2 separate regions of the Ovis aries genome follow, and region 1 is linked to region 2. A link is a contact called in public Hi-C data. All regions are on one chromosome and are shown on one strand. Each heading gives the region's core, a stretch centred on a gene start, on an enhancer-like site or on the middle of the called end of the contact. The rest is flanking DNA. Distances are from core to core; before and after follow the strand shown.

Region 1 (2,700 bases), core at 57-2,556, 120 kb before region 2:
ACAAACAACAATAACAAATAAAGGAATCCTAAGAAAACCCTTCAGTTGTAGAAAAACAATGTTGCAGTGTTAGAAAAGAGAAAAATTTGAAGCAATATTATTGCCTAACAATAGAAGAACGCTATGTTATGGAATATCATATAGACTCCCATGGAGACTCTGGGAGTATGGAAAAATATTTCAGACATCACTATTTGGTGAAAACAGCAGAATATGAATGGTCATATTCATCAACTGCAGCAAATAAAAACATGTATGTATAGGAAATATAATTGAAAGTAGTTATGGATTGTGGCTGTTTAATTGGACTGGCTGAATTTTTTTCCCTCAAGATTGTTCTCAGTTTTAAAACAATGATCTGAAATGAACGATCTTCTCACATAATCCCCTTCTCAGTACACTAGCTTCAGTCCGATTTCTTTCTTTACTTGTTCCTCTTCTGCTCAGAACAGCTCCCCAGTTTCCATTTGCTTCTGCTGAACTCCACAGCATGAGCTTTTGACAGTCAGGTCCGTGTGCACAAGACTGGCCCAAATAGGAGCCACATATTTCCAAAAAAAGAAAGAGACTGCATATATCCAGAACTCACTTCACCACTTCTTCTATCTCTGCTGTGATCAATAGTGTTGAGCTGCAAATTTAAAAAAAAATTTGTTTTATTTTAAAAGATAGTTATTTATTTGTGCCAGGTCTTAGCTGTGACGTGCAGAATCCTTTTTAGTTGTGGCATGTAAACTGTTAGTTGCAGCGTGTGGGATCTAGCTCTTTGATCAGGGATCAAACTCAGAATCCCTGCATTGGGAGTGTGCAGTCAGTCACTGGATCACCAGGGAAGTCCTGAGCTCCAGGTTTTATTGAAGAATTTGTCCTTCTTTTTCTCCCCCTCCACAAAACAGGGTCTTGCCCCCACACACACCCATTATAACTATTCCTTCGAGGACAGTTGTCTCCTTTATACACTTGCATACAGCTATTGGCCACAGGTCTTCTCAGCCTCAGCACTACTGATATGTCGATTCAGGTAATTCTTTGCTGTGTGTGTCCTCTGCCTTGTAAGATGTTGAGCAGGATCCCTGGGCTCTTCTTACCAGACGTCAGTAGCATCACTGCTCAAAAGTGTGACAACCAAAGACGTCTCCAGATATTGCCAAATGTCCCCTGGGGCTGGAGGGCAAAATCACTCTGGATTGAGACCCACAGCAGCAGCAGCAGCAGCAGCAGCAGCAGCAGCAGCAGCAGGATAACCCGGGGAAAGTTGGAAGCATAGTGAGAACCTGTAGCTGACTGTTATGCCTCACTTTAACCACAAGAGGTCTCCCTAGACCCCATTATGGTTCTAGTCTGGAAAACACAGGGCGATGGCCACTACCAAACAGGTTAATCGTCATGATTTGGTGGGTGGCAGGAGCAAAAGGTTTACAAACAAAAGCATTTGATCAGTCTTCTGTGCAGAAGAATTCCAGATAAATTAAGGAGACATTTCACTCTAAAAGTGGGAGTTTTATTCCCATAGTGCTGTCTTTCAGTCATTAAGTTGCGTCCGACTCCTTGTGACCCCACGGACTGCAGCACACCAGGCCTCCCTGTCCATCACCAACTCCCGGAGTTTACTCAAACTCATGTCCATTGAGTCGGTGATGCCATCCAACCATCTCATCCTCTGTCACCCTCTTCTTCTCCTGCCCTCAATCTTTCCCAGCATCAGGGTCTGTTCCAATGAGTCAGCTCTTCGCATCGGGTGGCCAAAGCACTGGAACTTCAGCTTCAGCATCAGTCCTTCCAGTGCATACGCAGAGTTGATTTCCCTCAGGATTGACTGGTTTGATCTCCTTTCAGTTCAAGGGATTCTCAAGAGTCTTCTCCAGCACTGGCCTCAGTTCTTTGGCGCTCAGCTTTCTTTATGGCACAATTCTCACATTTGTAGCTTTGACTACATGGACCTTTGCCAGCTAAGCGATGTCCCATAGCGTAGGCTGTGCATTACTGATTTGCTGTCAAAGAAAGAGGAATGGAAAGTAACAGTAGTGGAGAAACTCAACAAACATGACCACAGCCAGATGACTGAGGTCAATATCAACACTGATAAATCACAATGATAGTACCTACCCTTGACATACATGATGAATGGCAATTTACCTCTGTGATCTGCCTCCCCATTACCCTGTGACCCCCGTCTAATCTTGAGAAAAAAGACAGCAGACAAATCCCAGTAGAGGGCATCCTACAAATACCGGGCCAGGAGTACCCAAAACTGCGAAGGTCATTACAAACAAGAAAAGTCTGAGAAACTGTCATAGTCAAGAGGAGCTGGGAGACGTGACAACTAAAGATAAGATGGCACCTGGATGCGATTCTGGAACAGAAAAAGAACAGCAGGTAAAAACTGAGGCAATCTGCTGCTGCCGCTAAGTCGCTTCAGTCGTATCCAGCTCTGTGCCACCCCACAGACGGCAGCCCACCAGGCTTGCCCGTCCCTGGGATTCTCCAGGCAAGAACACTGGAGTGGGTTGCCATTTCCTTCTCCAGTGCATGAAAGTGAGTCTTCTCCAGCACTGGCCTCAATTCTTCGGCGCTCAGCTTTCTTTATGGTACAGTTCTCACATTCGTAGCTTTGACTACATGGATAGTCGCTCAGTCGTGTCTGACTCTTAGCGACCCCATGGACGGCAGCCCACCAGGCTCCTCTGTCCATGGGATTTT
Region 2 (2,700 bases), core at 74-2,573:
CATGGCCCAGCCCTGCCATGCTAGGCCACTCTTTTTTTTTTTCATTTAAGCAAAATCCCTTTAAAAAAAGTATTTACTTACTTAGTTTGGCTGCACTAGGTCTTATTGCAGCACACCGGCTCTTTGGGCTGCCGGATGCAAACACTTAGTTGTGGCTTGCGGGATCTAGTTCCCTGACCAGGGATTGAACCTGGGGCCCCTTCCCTGGGAGTGTGGCATCTTAGCCACTGGACCACCAGGGAAGTCCCTAGGCCACTTTTTTTTTTTTTTAATGTGGATCATGTTTTAAAGTCTTTATTAGATTTTTTACAACATTGTTTCTGTTTAATGTTTTGTTTTTTGGCATGTGGGATCTTAGCTATCCCACCAGGAATTGAACCCGCAGCCCCTGCACTGGAAGGTGAAATGTTAACCACTGTACTGGCAGGGAAGTCTCCCTAGGCCACTCTTGATAAGAGTCACAGTTACACTGGCTGGTCCCACGGAAGGGAGCACATACCAGCCCGCCCAGAGTGCTGAGACCTGCAACTCCCCTTCTGGAATAAGGGCCCTCACTTTTCTCCCCGATGGCTTAGGTAAGCAGAAGCAGAAACAAAGCTCACTTGTGTTTACCTGTATCCAGTAAATCTCTGTTTCCTATATAAAGTCTTGCTCTGTTAGAGGCAAAATGCCCCTTTTCATTTCACCTTTGAAATGAGTAAAATCAGTCTTTATTTCTAAGTAGACCTCAATAAATGCTTTTTAACCAGAGGGACGGATCAGAAGGATAAGCTGACACCACTGGAAGTGCAAAGACAGCTAGGACAAGTCAAACCTCTCGAGACCTCGATTTGCTTGTCATAAAATCAAGACGTGGGTCTGGAAGACTCTTGCTGCTGCCACGTTGCTTCCGTGTCCGACTCTTTGTGACCCCATGGACTGTAGCCCCCCAGGCTCCTCTGTCCATGGGATTCTCCAGGCACAAATCCTGGAGTGGGTTGCTGTGCCCTCCTCCAGGGGATCTTCCCGAACCAGGGATCAAACCCGAGTCTCTTACGTCTCCTCCATTGGCAGGCAGGTTCTTTACCACTAGCGCCACCTGGGAAGCCAGGAAGAATCTCACCATTCCTTAAAGTGTGTGATTCTAATCAACATATCGAGGGAAGGCACAGGAGATAAGAATTCCACACCTGGCTCCTTGAGGGCACAGCGTGCCTGGGCGCCTCCTGGCTCTTAACCTCTGCCTGATCTCAGCCCAAAGGCTTGCCTTGATATGGTGCTCAGTTGTCCCATCCTAGACAACTGGGTGCCTCACATCTGCCAGCCTGTTGTGGGAAGACTGGAAAAGATATGCCCTGTGCTGCCACCTAACGGTTCCTCTGCTATCAAGGTGATACTTCAGCACCGTTTGTTTCAGTTCAGTTCAGTTCAGTCGCTCAGTCGTGTGCGACTCTTTGCGACCCCATGGACTGCAGCACACCAGGCCTCCCTGTCCATCACCAACTCCCAGAGCCTACTCAAACTCATGTCCATTGAGTTAGTGATGCCATCCAACCATCTCATCCTCTGTCGTCCCCTTCTCCTCCTGCCTTCAAGCGTCAGGAAAGTAAACCATCTGTTTGCTGTAGTCTTCAGGCCTCTACCTACAATGCCTACCATGTGGGAGACCCGGGTTCAAGCCCTGGGTCGGGAAGATCCCCTGGAGAAGGAAATGGCAACCCACTCCAGTGTTCTTGCCTGGAGAATTCCATGGATGGTGGAACCTGGTAGGCTACAGTCCATGGGGTCACAAAGAGTCGGACACGACTGAGCAACTTCACTTTCACGATCACTTTAGGCCCTTACAATCCTTCATCTATGAGAATGTAACAAGAGAGAATAAAAATAGAGTCCTTCCAGAAGGATTATGACTGTTAGAACTGTAAGTGCTTTTTAAGCTTTGTAATTTCCTCCTTATTGTTATTTCTTGTCTGTTTCCCTGTAGTGATTAGCAGTAAAACTCTAAAAACAAAAAAGGGCCAAGGTGTTTGTTTTCCAGGGCAGACAGGAAGCGGGGAACTGGGGAGACTACACTCCCAGGTTTGAGGTAAACAGCTCCAGGAGATGGAGGGGGTGGATGGAGCCCAAGAGCTGAACGGAAAGCAGGTTGTCTTCAGGCTGGTTTGAAAAAGGAAAGGCGGCGGGGGGGAGAATGACGCTGCCTTCTGGTTGGAATGAAGGTAATGGTCTTAAGAGCATTGCTGTTCTTTCCGGTTTTGTCTTCAGATGTACCAGTCTGTTTTCAAGCCAGGAAAAGGAAGTAAATATATAGCTAGTGCTGTAATTCATGGAACTTTGTAGTCAATGATACTCCTCTGGAGTAAGGATCCTAGATGCAAATGTTGCAGAAGGGCCAGGTAGATAAAGTACCCGGGTGGGAGCAGCCTGGGGTCAGGCTATAAGGAGCAGTGGGGATTGTGGTAATTGGAGGGCACTTACCCCATCCAAGAAGGGAACAGCTACTCAGCCACAAGTGGTTATGGCCCTAACTAAAATGTGTACCTGCATTGCCTGATCTTTCAAATTTTAAAGGGAGGCTTGAAATTTGAATTATTATGTGAAGTCCCCTTATTTTAAATGTTGGCAGCTAATCCTGCTTTGAAAACAAACAGCAGCATTGTGTGGGCCAAATAAAACATGTTGGTGAGACATATTTAGCCCAAAGACCAACTCTTTGAAAAG

The links. Hi-C and Micro-C count contacts between places; a contact is called where the count stands out from the background.
Region 1: a Hi-C map of hypothalamus shows a contact between it and region 2, with 5 times the contacts expected there. The contact joins two enhancer-like sites. A contact is called at or near these places in 9 of 16 Hi-C or Micro-C datasets (blood, hypothalamus, liver and 3 more).

The regions. Positions count from the first base shown.
Region 1 is chr11:9,978,410-9,981,109 of ARS-UI_Ramb_v3.0, forward strand. No RefSeq gene overlaps it. Among named protein-coding and RNA genes, the nearest start is that of YPEL2, 14 kb to the right of the region's middle. Within about 2 kb of position 1,307, at least 5 of the 54 cell types and tissues checked have an H3K27ac peak or open chromatin away from gene starts, as enhancers often do. A contact at or near this core is called in hypothalamus, where this site is marked.
Region 2 is chr11:10,099,373-10,102,072 of ARS-UI_Ramb_v3.0, forward strand. No RefSeq gene overlaps it. Among named protein-coding and RNA genes, the nearest start is that of YPEL2, 110 kb to the left of the region's middle. Within about 2 kb of position 1,324, at least 9 of the 54 cell types and tissues checked have an H3K27ac peak or open chromatin away from gene starts, as enhancers often do. A contact at or near this core is called in hypothalamus, where this site is marked.